5 separate regions of the Mus musculus genome follow, and all the other regions are linked to region 4. Evidence: chromatin contacts called from public promoter capture Hi-C data. All regions are on one chromosome and are shown on one strand. Each heading gives the region's core, a stretch centred on a gene start, on an enhancer-like site or on the middle of the called end of the contact. The rest is flanking DNA. Distances are from core to core; before and after follow the strand shown. Region 1 holds the start of Sfrp1 (secreted frizzled-related protein 1). Region 2 holds the start of Ap3m2 (adaptor-related protein complex 3, mu 2 subunit). Region 3 holds the start of Gpat4 (glycerol-3-phosphate acyltransferase 4). Region 4 holds the start of Fgfr1 (fibroblast growth factor receptor 1). Region 5 holds the start of Golga7 (golgi autoantigen, golgin subfamily a, 7).

Region 1 (2,870 bases), core at 239-2,738, 2.1 Mb before region 4:
GCACTGCGGGCTGTTTCTTGATTAACCCTTGGCCATCCACAGTCTTGCTCCGCATGGACTTTCTCCCTTACCCAAATGTGCCTGTTTGGTTTGGGCATCTTTCATCAGCCTAGGAAGGACAGGCATGTTGACCGCCTGCTGCAGCTGCTTCCCGCAGTAGAGTCACAGCATCAGCGTGTGTATGATTGCTTTAAGAAGGGATCCCCGCATCTTTGCAAGTTCCGGAGCTTTTACTCGGAAAGGAGAAATTGGGTCTATTGAGTGGAAAGCAAGACTCCCCAGAGCTTTATAAACCAGCCGCCTGGGCCAGCGGCATCTCCCACTGTGTTGGGCTTTGCAACTAGGAGTGGCGACCCATTTGCCACCCAGTACCGCAACACACTGCATCCTCTGCTGCCCCTCCACCCACTATGAAGAACACAGAATGAGGTGATCCAGAGAACTTCTCCGGCTGCTTGTGCGGTCTCCTCTCTACTCTAGATCCCACCCCTAGCTCTCTGAATGTAAGGGGAGTATTTGGAACACTCAAGCAATTCCCAGGAAGTGAGTAGTGGGTGTGTGTGGTCAGGGGTGGGGGAGGCTAGAGGACGACTTAGTTATTCTTTCTTGCCTGGCTTCTGCCTTATGCGGGAGGGGGTGACACACCTTTGGTTTTTGACCTCTGAATTAGCATGTGTATCTTGAGTTGGTATCCACCCACCCAGTACTGCTGGTATTTTTAGTGCTTTGGCTTTCTAATCCACAAACGCGTCTGTGTGTGTGTGTGTGTGTGTGTGTGTGTGTGTGTGTAAGTTTGTGCACATATGTGTTGTCTGCAGAGCTGAGACTTGAGTAGGGTCTTAAAAACATCGTTTAAAAACGTCAACTGTCCTTGGGAGCTAATACCCACATGATCAGTGCTCTTCTCCGCAGTGAGCCCCTTTCCCGTTCTACCTTCGGTCACCTGGAACACAGCCACAAACACCACCTTCTCTTAGTCTTTGCAAAAGCCCAGACTCCCCGGGAATTTAAAAGAGCTCCCTAAATTCAGCCTGCCCATCCGAGCAGCTGGGAAGCAGCTAAGATTAAAACCGTGGAGCGAAGGGCTGCTGGTCTGTTGCGTTGTTCCTTGGAACTAGGAAAAGAAGTAGAAAAAAGTCTTCACAACTGCATCAATTTGCAAGTATTATGAAGAGTCCTTTTTTTTTTTTTTAAACAAACCGACTCACTCTAATTACAGCGTCCAACTCCGACTCCACCCACCCCGCACTTCTAACTACTCTCTCCCTTTTGCTTTTGCCTCCTTCGAAAGTACTTGCTTAGTTTTTGGTTTTGCTTTTTAAGGGGTGTTGACCTGGGTCTAGTTCTAGTAAACCGATCCTTCTGGCCGGCGCGGCGATTGGTTAACTGCGCGGCTGACTGACGCGGTGTGGAGAGCGGCTCCCGGCAGCGCGGAGCTGATTGGCTGCGCGCGGGGAGATCCAGGGCTCGGCCACCCGCACACCGCGCATTCGAGCTGCAGCGTCGCAAGTAGGTGCAGCAGCCCGCAGCCCGCCGCGCCTCTGCGAGCCGGGACAGCACTCGGCCCCGCGCGCTCCCCGCCCCGCGCCAGCCCCGCCGCGGCGACCTGCTGCAGCGGAGGACCCCATCGATCGGAGACCCGGGGAGCAGCGCGCAGCCGCCGAGCCGGACGGGGCCCGGCACTGCGCCTTTGTCCCCGGAGGCTCCGGGAAGTTTGCAGCGGGACGCGCGCGTGAAGGCAGCGTGGGCAGCCCCGACGTCGCCGAGCAACATGGGCGTCGGGCGCAGCGCGCGGGGTCGCGGCGGGGCCGCCTCGGGAGTGCTGCTGGCGTTGGCCGCCGCTCTGCTGGCCGCGGGTTCGGCCAGCGAGTACGACTACGTGAGCTTCCAGTCCGACATCGGCTCGTATCAGAGCGGGCGCTTCTACACCAAGCCCCCGCAGTGCGTGGACATCCCGGTGGACCTGAGGCTGTGCCACAACGTGGGCTACAAGAAGATGGTGCTGCCCAACCTGCTGGAGCACGAGACCATGGCAGAGGTGAAGCAGCAGGCCAGCAGCTGGGTGCCGCTGCTCAACAAGAACTGCCACATGGGCACCCAGGTCTTCCTCTGTTCGCTCTTCGCGCCCGTCTGTCTGGACCGGCCCATCTACCCGTGTCGCTGGCTCTGCGAGGCCGTGCGCGACTCGTGCGAGCCGGTCATGCAGTTCTTCGGCTTCTACTGGCCCGAGATGCTCAAATGTGACAAGTTCCCCGAGGGCGACGTCTGCATCGCCATGACCCCGCCCAATACCACGGAAGCCTCTAAGCCCCAAGGTAAGGGTATGCCTTCCCACGCCCGCGAACCCCCGCGCCCATCCGCACTGGCCCAGGGCTGTAGAGGGGGAAAGCTCAGGAGCCGCGCACCGCAACCCGCAAGGTGTGCAGACCCGATCCCTAAAGCTTCTGGGAGGCCCAGGCATCGCTTGGCGCTTCTCCCGCTCCAGGTACTCCCTGATGGCTGGTGAGCCTCGGCCGTGGGGGGGGGGGGGTTGGGGGGGGCGAGGGGAGACCTGGAGCTGCTCTTCCTAAGCTCCAGTCTGGCGTTTTCCATACCTGAAAGAAAGCAAAGCTTAGGTTTTAAATAAAAGGACGTCTATCTCTTCAGAGAGAGTGCGGTGTCCTGTTCCAAAACTGTTAACATCCGAGACAGACACTGCTCCCTTGGAAAACCACTCGCTCAAACTACAACAACAAACAAACAACCCCAAACGTAAGACGGAGGGATTTATTTTCATAAGTTTGTAATTTTTTTCTCTAAAAACAAAACCATCAACAAGAAATCCTCTTTGCTCAGCTTATCTTCCAGTCGTGTTGCAGATCTGGAAGAGG
Region 2 (2,838 bases), core at 100-2,599, 2.7 Mb before region 4:
TTAAGGAAGTTTACCGTTTTGTGTTGGGCAACGTTCCTAGCTGTCCTGGGCCACATGTGGCCTGCAGGCCACCGGCCAGACATACCTGCTACTATTACATGAGCCCTAAGGATTCTTCCCTTGAATTCCCAATAATAACTAGCAGCCAATTTGTTTGTCTGTTGTAGATTTTCAGTTCTCTGTTATTATTGCCCGAGTTAGATCCACTTAAAACACTAGTTTCAGGCTTGTGAGATGGCTCAGCAGGTGAGGCTTGCTAACGATCCAAACAATGGGATTCAATTTCATTGGGACTCATAACATGAGAGAAGAGAAGTGACAACCTGTTGTTCACATGGGTGCACATAAATATACTTAATTTTCTTTTAAATCCGACTTTGCCAGGCACTTGGGAGCTAAGACAGGAGGATCACAAGTTTGAGACTAGCCTGGGTTACATAACATGATCCTGTCTCAAAAAAACAAACAAAACAAAACAAAACAAAAAAAATCTAGATGAAATAAACAAAGATGTTAGGCACTATTTAAATGGGTAGTGGGCATTTGAAAAGAGGCCGATAGTACTGACATATACTGTAAGATTAGAGACTGGACAGCTTCGGTTGGGAAAAAAGACTCAATTTTAAATATCTTACCACTTATTTAATACTGGTAATATGTTTGGGTCAAATGAAATATATTAAAATTTAACTTATCGTTAGCTTACCACGATTCCTATTCGAAACAGCATATGTGATGTGCTTTCTACTTCTCCTGAGCAGAGCCAGCCCCTGGAATCTTTGCCACTGTGATCTTTACTCATTCACTAAGGACCTATTCTCTGAATTATTTGTGCACAAAGCATTCCGCTGGATGCTTAAAAAAAAAATCTCTGGAGACACCCTAGTTTGTCTACAGTGACATCTCCAGGATGAGGCAGCTTTGCTGCACCCAGGGGTGGCCTAGAAGCGAACTGACTTGAGCTAGCACAACTGGTCACATTGCTAAGACCTGTTTTCCTAGTGCCCCAGGAGAGAGTCCAGATCGTCGGCTGCCAAGACAGCCATCGAGAGGTTGCAGCCCAGCAGCCTGCAAGCCTAGGGTATTGGAGGCCCTATGGGCCTTGGGGCTCCAGCCTGAAAACTGTCCAGAAGCAGGGACCCTGGTCCCAGAACTGTGCACCTGCGTTGCCATGGCAACGGCATTTGTAGCCCGGGACTCTTCCCGTACCTCTCTCCCAGGCGACGCCCAACGCAGCCCTTCCCATCCGCGCGCGCCCAGCCCAACCCTACCAGCTTCGACCAGGTCTCAGGCTCCGTTCCGGCTCCGCAGCGCAGTCGCGCTGCGCAGTGCTCCTTGCACGAAGGCTCCGCCCCCTCCTCACCGCTCTCACGTTGATTGGCCAGCCGCTCCCCGGCTGCCGCTCCTGCGCTCTGATTGATCGCCGTTCGCTTGCTAGGCTCTAGCATCCGATTGGTCTTTATTGAAGGTCCGGTAACCTTCAATTGGTGTAGCTCTGAGACTCCAAGCCCCGATTGGAGGATGAAGACAGTCGGTCATCCAGTCACAAAGGGCCTCCGGGGAGCTAGAAAGTGACCGGAAAGGTAAAATGATTCCCGGGATGCTTCTAATTTAATGCATCACAGATAACCAATCATAACTAACCTCCATTACACAGGTGCACTTAAAAAGCGACTGCTTGCCGGGCCTGTGGCGCAGGTCTTTAATCCCAGCACTCAGGAGACAAGCAGAAGTATCTCAGTGAGTTCGAGGCCAACCTTGTTGTCTACACAGGGAGTTCCAAGCCAGCGGGAAAGAACCGGGAAGAATAGAGGAAAGGAGGGGAGGGGAGAAGACAAGAGAGGAAAGGAAGGGAGAAAAGTAGAGACGTAGTGGGGAGGGGGGAGCAAGGCAGAGAAAGAGTGACAGACAGACAGATAAGACTGACTTCTCCTTCCAGACTCTCAGTTCCCAGATCCGATAATGAAGGTGTTGGGGCAGGTCTTTGAAACCACCTTAAATTTAAAGAGATCACAGGTTACTGTGACTCGGGAAAGTGTGAAGCAGAGATCCGATGGAAATTTTATCTTCAGTTAGATTAAAATGAGGCATTCGGTAAGATGAAGTGTGAAGGGGGTTGCAAAAACTGCTGGGCACACTGTAAGATGAAATGACAAACTGCGGTGATGACGGTCGTGCCAATCTAGATGAGTCTCCGAAAGGTCTCTGGCAGTACCTAAAAACAAGAGGCCCTACCTCAAATCAGATGGAAGGTGAGGAGTGATATTCTGACTCCTACAAGTGTTTCCATGCACAAATGCAAACGCGTACCTCATACATGCAAAAACGGGTGTGTGTGTGTGTGTGTGTTTATTTTCCCTTTCGTTTTGTTACTTGAGACAGTTTCGCTGAACAATTCTGGCTGGCCGGGAAGTCTCCAGATCGGGACAGCTTTGAACTGTTTCCCTCTGCCTCCCGCCTCCGGAGTGCTGGGATTAAAGGCTTGTGCTGCCCACCTGGTCGCTACTCACCCGGGGCCGGGCGCGCGCGGGGGAGGGGTGTGAGAAGAAATTTTAAAAATAATTTCAAAGCTTAAAAAAAAAAAAAAGAACGATTTGTGACATTGCCTCATACGTCCCGTTTGAAATTACAGAAGAAATAGTCATCAAATGAGAAGATTTCCGGAGGAAGAAAAGAGATTGGTCCAAAAAAAAAGAAGTTTTCAAATAACATACTTAGTTTCTAAGTAGTTATTTAGATAAAGATTACTCTCAGAAGCAAACCAAACCTCTGCTTTGCAAACATTTGTCTACTGTGTGCCAGACCCAGCTGCTTCCTGTTCATCAAATGTGGGTTTTT
Region 3 (2,700 bases), core at 199-2,698, 2.3 Mb before region 4:
AGCTCATTGGTAAAATTAAATAAACCACAAACCTCCAACACACACACACACACACACACACACACACACACACACACACGGCGCGCGCTCCAGTGCTAAATTTTTGTTTCTTCCTGAGACAGAAGAAGTAAAATAAATGAAGATGCAGATATTGCATGATTAACCCCAGATGTCACTGAGCATATATAATAATGAGCATACGTTCCTGGTTTTGCATATTTGAAATTCTCCAAATTATAGGTCTGAAAAATTACTCTCAGAAAGAGGAAGGATAATTTAGCAGGCAGGATTACAGTTTTGACCATAGTCTTTGGTCGCAGTGATTTTTATGCCTGTCTTTACGGGGTTGCGATACAATCTCGAAGACACGCTAACTCTGCAGAGACTCTTAAAAGTTCTGCTCAAATTAAGGAAAACGAGCGAAACCAAAGTTCTTCAAAGGCTATCTACCGGTAATACGCAAGAGATGGGTATGGGATGGAACTTAACGTCCGCGAAGCCTGACAATTTCACATAGATTATTCTACAACCTGTGAGTCACCAATGTAATATCCAAGTAAGATGGAAAGTGAATAAATAAGTCAAACTTCCAGGTAGGATGCTACTACCACTGAGGGCATGGAACCAAGGCGAAAGGGAGTCTGGGGTGTGAAGAAGGCTGGAATAGTGGCAGTTCTAGTTAGTGGCTCAGGAAAGTCATGTAGCATCAAGCAGGGCTGCCCCTATCCGGGGGCAAACCTGGACACTGGGACTCTCCAATGCGGGAAGGGGGAGAGGGGGCAGACCCGAAAAAGAAGACAGTGTGAGCACAGCACGGGATAAAGGACGGATTCTGGGGGGGAAACCCGTTTCCACGTGATCTAACGCCGGGTTCTCAGCCACGTTCCTCAGCTCCGGGCCACACCAGGCCGAGGCGGCGAGCGGCCTGCGGAGAGGAGCGTGGTCGGTTGAGGAGGAGAGAAACCGGTCGGGGAGAGAGGAGCGGGGCGGCCGAGGAGAGGAGGGAAGGGAAAGAAAGGGCCGGATGAGGACAGCGGGGCTGGCTGAGCCAAGGAGCCGAGCGGCAAGGAGCCGGGCGACTGGAGAGGAGATGAGGCGGCAAGAGGACAGCGGGGCTAGCCCGGGAGGAGAGGAGCGGGGCTGGCGAAGGACAGGAGTGGGGCAAGCGGGCGTGAAGGAGCTCGGACCGCCCGGCAGCGGCTGCCCCACCGGCGGGACCCCGGCCCGCGGCTGCCGACCCCGCGTCCCGCCCGGGGCCGGGGGCGTCCGGTAGGACCAGGTCCATCCAACTCACCGGCCGTGAGGCTCGGCTCCAGTCCTCGGTGACTGCCGCTCCCGCCCTGCCCTGCCCGCCGCCGGCCCAGGCGTACGTAAGAGCGTGCGTACGCCCGCCCGTCTTTGTCTACGCCGCTGGACGTGGACCCCACTCCCCTCAATCCCCGCCCCCGAGTCCCGCCCAACCGCGCTTGCGCGGTCTCCCGGAGGACCCCAGGGTGGGCGGGGCTCCGGCGATGCTCGCTCCTCGCACTGATGCTCGCCAGCGTGAGCCGAGGTCGCTTTCTGAAAGCCAACCGGGGCCTGTCTGAGCTGTGTCCAGAACAGGCATCGTTCCCGGGGAGAGGGAGAACCCGGCATGGCGAGGTTCATTTACTGAGTCTTTGTGGGACTTTGTGTGAGATTCGGTTCCGGCTGGCCACGAAACGTTAGCCACCATCCCAGCACTACCCGGGCATCCCGGAGCTTCTCTTAACGTAATTGGCTGGTTGGCCAACTGCAGTTTTCCAACCCAGCCACAGTTCTAACTAACCTCTCCTCAGACTGGAAGCTTCAAAGACAGGCTTGTTTTGCTGACGTGGGTCCTTTATAGTGGAAGAAAGAGAAAGAAGGGATGGGGGACACGCCTCTTTGGCCCACCCCACCCCCTTTTAAGACAGGACGTCTTGTAATACAGACTTGCCTCAAAAACTGCGAATTGCCCAATGACCTTCAGTTTCTGCACCGACTGCTTCCACCTCCTGAAGTGCTGGAATAAACTACCGTCCCAAGTTTTATAAAGTGCTGGGGGCTGGAACTCAGGGCCTCGTGCATGCTAAAAGAAGCACTCGACCAGCTGAGCCACATTCCCAGCCTCCGAGTTTATTGCTTTTGTATACTTCCAAGAGTACCTAACCTTTCCCCTAATTCAGGACTTAAACCTCCATTTGTTGATTTCTTCACAAACTTTTACACAACTCCAGGTATGTAACTATAACAGGAATACAAGACATATTTAATGATAATAAATTTATTTAAAAGCATTTTTGCTATGTATTTGTAGCTTTCCTATATTAACTATTAAAGCAAATTTGCATATTAATGAGATGGATGTGTTTGCCACTCTATTAATTTATTATTTTATTTTTGGTTTTTTCGCTGGCTGTCCTGGAACTCACTCAGTAGACTAGACTGGTCTTGAACTCAGAAAAACGCCTGCCTCTGCCTCCCAAATGCTGGGATTAAAGGCATGCGACACCACTGCCCGGCTGCCACTCTTAATATAAAGAAATCAGCTAAATATTTGATACCAAAGGATATAAAACATAAAGTTTCCCAACGTTTTAAATTTTATAATTGTCAATGCTGAGAACACCGTTTCACAAATACCTTGTACAAAACAATATTAGTAAGTTTATGAACATTTCAGAAATTATTAGAGATTCT
Region 4 (2,706 bases), core at 153-2,652:
GCTGTCATGGCTTGCTCTGTGGAAGCGGAATAGAACAGTCCCCCTCATGATGGCTTTCACATGTGTGACCCTTTTGGCACACTTACATTCATTCAGTCTGCTTCTCATGGGGGAGACCCATAGAGGGACTAGATCTTATCAGATTCGTGACATGCCCAAAGTCTTTGAGTGGTGGAATTCACACCTAGTGTGACATATTCCACCCTTCCAGTGGTCCCCAAGTAGACATCACATCACAGTCACCAGGAAAATTTGCAGAGCCCCCACCCCACTGCTATGCAGCAAACCAACAGGTACCAACCACCTAGTCAGGTCTAGAGTGTGCTGGAATCAAAGCACTGTCTTTGCCTTTGTCAAAGCTGCATCGCCAACCCCTGTGTTTGATTTGTTTGAGACAGGGTCTGTAAGCACAGGCTGTCGTCTCAGTCCCTATGTGGCCAACGGTGATCTTAAGTCTCTGACCCTCCAGGGCTAGGATTGCATATGTACATCATCATTTTAGACTGCTGGAAAGTGAGCTCCTGCAACGAGGCGAAGGCCCCACTGGCTGTCTCAGAATTGTTAGCATGCTTCATCAAAACATCGGGATTTCTCATGTCCAAGCAGGATCAAAAATTTTTATTTTTTAACAATCTCAATATGATTCACGTCCACTGGACTCATTGGATTAAAGAGCCACAGATTAACATCTCTGTGGAGGGACCTGGTGGGAAGGGCATTTCAGCGATTTTCTTTGAGGTTCATAGTATACTGTGGAGGCTCTGGTTTGACTCTGATTAATTCCTAAGGCAAACAAAACAAAACAAGCAAGCAAGTAAACAAACATCCCCCCCCATCCGAAAAAAAAAAAAAACAAAAACCCCTCCTCTCTTCGGTTGCTTCCTGAAAGCTGGTGATTTCTAAGGCTACCATGAACAGCACTGTAGAATTTGCAGGGTCCATTCCAGCGTGAACCACAAAACCTAAATTATGTGGCTGGGGAAAGTTGAGATCCAAGGAAAGGGTCTGAGGGGGAAAGTCAACCGATCCATCAATAAAAACAGTTCGTATATTGTAAGCTATGTGAGGGTCCTATTTATTCCTTTTAGAGACGGGAAAACCGAGATTTAGAGCACGAAAATCATACCCCAAGGCACAGAGATAACCAAAGACCAAGTTGCCCAGTGCAACCTCAAAATTATAGCCAGGCACCCGCCCCTCCCCACCCTCCACTCCTGTCCCCAAATCGCTGATCTACACACAGTCTGAAATTCGGGCGCCCTCCAGGCGAAAACTCAAGTTAGACCAGACTGTAGAGCAGTTCTGCTCGCTCCAGGCTTCTCCGGGGCTGCAGCTTGAGAACTACAAGGCCCAGCAGGCAACTGCAAGGGGAGGAGGAGGAGGTGGGACTAGCGCCGGGTGGGAGTGAGAGAGCGAGCCCTCGCGCCTCGCCGGCGCACAGCGCTCGGAGCGCTCCTGCGGGTACTTTGGCGGGGCTCTCCGCTGCGGGCGGCGCGGAACGGGAGCCGGAACCCTGGTGCAGCCGCTGCGTGCAGAGGACCCGGGCTGCGCAGGGAAGCGGGGCCGAGACGTCCGGACTGGACTGAGACTGTGCTTAGCGCATTGCGGCGACCTCGCCTTTCCCGGCCGCGAGCGCGCGCCGCAGCTGGAAAAGCAGCGGAGACCGAGGACTTTTCTCAGGTCCCAGGGGCGCACCACAGCCGTGCTGCAGTCAATGCACGCCGGAGCCCCAGGAGGGGTGATGGAACTCGGGCTGCCAGAAGCCTGAGACGCCGCCACCGCCGCCGCTGCGTACTGGAGAGCGGGGGGCGCACGATCTGGGGACCCCGGGCGGCGGACCCGAGCCCTCCCCCCCGCCCCGCCTCCGGGGCACCAGCTTCGGCTCCATTGTTCCCGCCCGGGCTGGAGGCGCCCGGCTCGGAGTGCCGCCGGGAGTCGTGCCTCGGCCGCGGAGCCCTCGAGACCCCATCAGGATCTGAACGGAGCCCGGAGACGAGCGGCGGGAGCGCAAGACACAGACACCCGCCGCGCCACGGCGAGCTCTCCAGAGGCGGGACCGCAGCGCCAAGTGAGGTAAGAGTCGCCGGCGCCCGCAGAGCCGGCTGGCTGGGCGTCCCGAGCGGCCCCCGCGCTTCGCCAGTCGCAGCCCGCGCCTCCCTCCTCCAATCCCCCACCCCACCCCCGACTCCGCTCCCTCCCCGGCGCCCCTGTCCCTCCTCCCTCGGCCAGTGTCGCTGCCCGCGCCCCCTCCCCGCGCGCTGGGCCCGCTGCTGCTGCCCGCTGCCTAACTTTTCCGCCAACTCGCGCTCCGGAGCTAGCGAGGAGGCTGCTGCGCTCCGAGTCCAGACCCCGACCCTCTTGGCCCAGGAGAAGGCGGCGGAAGCTGTGTGTTCCCTACTGGGGAGGAGGGCGGGAATGGGCCGGGAGATGGAGGGTGTGTGTGTGTGTGTGTGTGTGTGTACATCATCTATCTTTTGGTCCTCTTGCGGATTCACCCCGTTTCAGCCGGTGGCTTTAAGCTCAACACCCTACATCTGGGATCTTTTCAAGTGTTTTCCTACCTCCGGGCAAGTCTGGGGTCCAGGTTGGGGGGTTGAAGAGGAAAGGAAGTGGCGGGGAAGGCTAGCTTGTCTTGGAATAGGTTTGAAGGAGGTGTCGTCACCAAATGGCTGAATCGGCTTTAGCGGAGAGCGAGCAAAGATTCCC
Region 5 (2,881 bases), core at 144-2,643, 2.3 Mb before region 4:
ACCCCTCTGATTTTAAATGGCTGGCACACATTTCTCTAGTACACACTCATCTCCACCTACCTAGTCCACAAGCAGCATTTCTTAGCCCCACACCCACACCATGCTTAATTACCCTCCAAGTTCCTCATCCTTCAGAAACTGATTTATGAACAGGAAATAGAATCTGAGTAATATCGCTGAAGAACAAAAGGAGGATCACATTGGGTAGACGAGTAGATTTTTTTTGTTTTTTTTTTGGTGTGGTTAAATCTGAAGGAATGGTACACAAATCTCATCTTTGTTTACAAGGTTGCCCAAAGGACCTCTGCCCCATGACCGTTTTGATATGCAAGGCAAACAGGAAGTTCCCAGTGATAATGACTGGGAGTCAGGGTTGGTTCAGCTACAAGTTCCTTTGCCGTTCCTGCCCGGGACCGTGTACGTTTTTCAGGTTCCAAGAAGGCCTGTCTGGACTGCCGAGCACATCCCTAATAAACCCTTTCAGCTGAACAGTATGACCAGCACAGTGACCACAGATACCAGTCATGACTATGACGCTGTCTTTCGCGTGTCTGAGGCAGTAGGATATAGGTTACCACAGGAGGTATGAGGTGGCCTGGAGTTCCAGGAATTAGCACCTCATCAAGATGTCAATAACTGAGTGAGTGTGTGTGTGTGTGTGAGCTTCAACCAGGTGTCAAGTACCGTGTGTGTGTGTGTGTGTGTGTGTGTGTGTGTGTCGGCATCCTGTTAAGGACACTCTTGGGTGGACTGCGGGCCAGCATCCTAAAAGTTCTATATGATCACTGTACTCTGAGCATTAGCCTTAGTGGTCTTTCTCCAAATACTAGACCGTACCTCCTTCGTATATCTTTTCCCATGAATCCTGACGTCTCATGCTCTCCCGAACCGTGAGACACTCCCTCCCGCTCCAGGGACTCTCCCCTCCCCAGGGCCAGGGGCAGGGCCAGGAGCAGGGCCAGGAGCAGGGGAAGCCGGGCTGCATACCCTGTTCTCCAGCTCCGCGGGGAACTTGGTCTGGAACTGGCAGCGCGTGCCGCTGCTGTAGTCTCGCTGAATGAACACCTTCCCGGACACCGGTGCCTGCTGCGGCCTCATGGCGAGGACAGGACCCGCCGCTCTGCGAGTTCGGGCAAGACACGGGGTCAGATGGCCGGCCTAGAGCCGGCTCTCCGGCCCGCCAGCCCTTCGGAGCCACCCACCGCCCAAAGACGCCCCAGGCCTCCCCCCTCGCCGATCCCCTTCACTCATGGCTGTAGCCGAGGGACTCCAAGCTACCCAAGCCCAGGACCCGCGCCCCCCCACATCCTGGTTCGGCCCTGGAAACACAAACCCGCCTCCTCGGCCCTCCAGCAGCTGTCGCGCCACCTCCGTCGCCGCTTACGTCCTGTCGCAAAAAAACCTAGCCTCTCCCGAACACCTTCTGTGCCGCACGTTGACACCCCGCCCCCTCCGGCCGTAAAGCGACGCCTCCGCGGCTGCGCGTTGCGGTGAGGTGCGCGGTGGCTGGGAGAGAAGTCTTCCTAGTGTAGGCGAATGAAACCCTTCCGGGCGGAAGAAGATGATGATGATGAGGTGGACGTGATCGGTGGATCCGGGAGTTCCGGGAAAGACGCCGGGGTTAGAGACTCGGAATTCCCTGTTGGTTGTGGTGAAGTGGTTTGTGGGCACAGGAATAGTTCCCTTCTTGATTAAGCGTTCCAGCTTTCACGTGGGCTAACCCACCTCGCTCCACAAAAACAACCGTCACTCTCCAATTCCAACAGACACAGATATTTACAACTACAAAGCGCACTACTGGGGATGCATTTGGCCCCTGGAACCCTCTTGAACGAGAGTGAGGAGATGGTATTCCTGTTCTGCATTATCCTGCATCCCTTCTCCAATTCTTCTTGAGGTGTTGGTTTTTTTCGTCCCAGAGACATGTACACCAGCTATACCCGCTTAGGTGACCCGACTGGACCAACAACAGTTCTCTCTCATTGGTCCCCACTTTACTGACTGTATCTTTGCAAGACATCCAGGAAAATCCCTATGCACGTCTGGTGGTGGCGATGTTCTAGTACAACTTTTTAGTATACTGATAATTGATTAGATACTTGATCAGTTGTCACGATAATTGATTTCTCTTTTGGGGTTTTAAAAATAGCATTAAAAAAATTTCCAGCATAGGGCGGGGGACAGGGCAGAGGTCGTCCACTCCCTGGTGATCTCTGAGTTCAAGCCCACCCCAGTTTACCTAAATAGTACCAGGCCAGCCAGATCGTCATGGTGAGACCCTGTCTCAAAAATGAATAGCTTTATCCCAATAAAGGGTGTATAGTAAACCCACTCATTTAACGTGGACATAATTTGTTAACTTCTACCACGTCCATGCCCTTAAACCATCAGTACAATCAAGATAATAAACACCACCTCTAAAAACTTCCTTACTCTTTACAGTCATACCTTTCAGCCATTCAGCAGACCCCCTTTGCCCAGTACTAACCTTTCTGTCACTAGAAACAAACTTGTGTTTTCTTAACTTTCACTTAAATTGAATCAGAGTTTTTCGTCTCCTTCTTATTGTATAGATTCTACTGAGATTCCTCTGTTGTGCCATACGTAATTTCATTTCTGTGACTTTCCCCATTTATTCATTCACGTACTGCCTCAGGGTTTCCATTGCTGTGAAGGGAAACCATGACCAAGACAGTTTTTTATTTGTTTGTTTGTTTGGTTTTTTGAGACAGGGTTTCTCTGTATAGCCCTGGCTGTCCTGGAACTCACTTTGTAGACCAGGCTGGCCTCGAACTTAGAAATCCGCCTGCTTCTGCCTCCTGAGTGATGGGATTAAAGGCGTGTGCCACCACCGCGCGGCTACAAGGCAGTTCTTATTAAG

What was found. Promoter capture Hi-C pulls out the DNA fragments that hold promoters and counts their contacts.
Region 1: a contact with region 4 is called in a promoter capture Hi-C map of hippocampal neurons, with 5 times the contacts expected there. The contact joins the promoter of Sfrp1 here to the promoter of Fgfr1 in region 4. A contact is called at or near these places in 1 of 39 promoter capture datasets (hippocampal neurons) and 1 of 115 datasets of contacts at active chromatin or transcription factors (embryonic stem cells).
Region 2: a promoter capture Hi-C map of hippocampal neurons shows a contact between it and region 4, with 3 times the contacts expected there. The contact joins the promoter of Ap3m2 here to the promoter of Fgfr1 in region 4. A contact is called at or near these places in 1 of 39 promoter capture datasets (hippocampal neurons) and 1 of 115 datasets of contacts at active chromatin or transcription factors (astrocytes).
Region 3: a promoter capture Hi-C map of liver shows a contact between it and region 4, with 5 times the contacts expected there. The contact joins the promoter of Gpat4 here to the promoter of Fgfr1 in region 4. A contact is called at or near these places in 4 of 39 promoter capture datasets (cranial neural crest, hippocampal neurons and liver) and 1 of 115 datasets of contacts at active chromatin or transcription factors (astrocytes).
Region 5: a promoter capture Hi-C map of hippocampal neurons shows a contact between it and region 4, with 4 times the contacts expected there. The contact joins the promoter of Golga7 here to the promoter of Fgfr1 in region 4. A contact is called at or near these places in 2 of 39 promoter capture datasets (hippocampal neurons and liver) and 1 of 9 other capture datasets (pancreatic islet).

The regions. Positions count from the first base shown.
Region 1 is chr8:23,410,014-23,412,883 of GRCm38.p6, forward strand. Sfrp1 (secreted frizzled-related protein 1) reads left to right here and starts at 1,489. Exons shown (of 3, transcript NM_013834.3): 1 at 1,489-2,315. The coding sequence starts at 1,772.
Region 2 is chr8:22,804,305-22,807,142 of GRCm38.p6, forward strand. It overlaps Ap3m2 (adaptor-related protein complex 3, mu 2 subunit), which reads right to left and starts at 1,350. Exons shown (of 9, transcript NM_029505.3): 1 at 1,272-1,350.
Region 3 is chr8:23,207,005-23,209,704 of GRCm38.p6, forward strand. Gpat4 (glycerol-3-phosphate acyltransferase 4) reads right to left here and starts at 1,449. Exons shown (of 13, transcript NM_018743.4): 1 at 1,295-1,449.
Region 4 is chr8:25,517,357-25,520,062 of GRCm38.p6, forward strand. Fgfr1 (fibroblast growth factor receptor 1) reads left to right here and starts at 1,403. Exons shown (of 18, transcript NM_010206.3): 1 at 1,403-2,073. Gm31288 (a long non-coding RNA gene) reads right to left here. Exons shown (of 3, transcript XR_003947368.1): 3 at 2,332-2,706. RefSeq lists promoters at 568-1,542, 1,328-1,542.
Region 5 is chr8:23,255,687-23,258,567 of GRCm38.p6, forward strand. It overlaps Golga7 (golgi autoantigen, golgin subfamily a, 7), which reads right to left and starts at 1,394. Exons shown (of 5, transcript NM_020585.2): 1 at 988-1,394. The coding sequence starts at 1,098.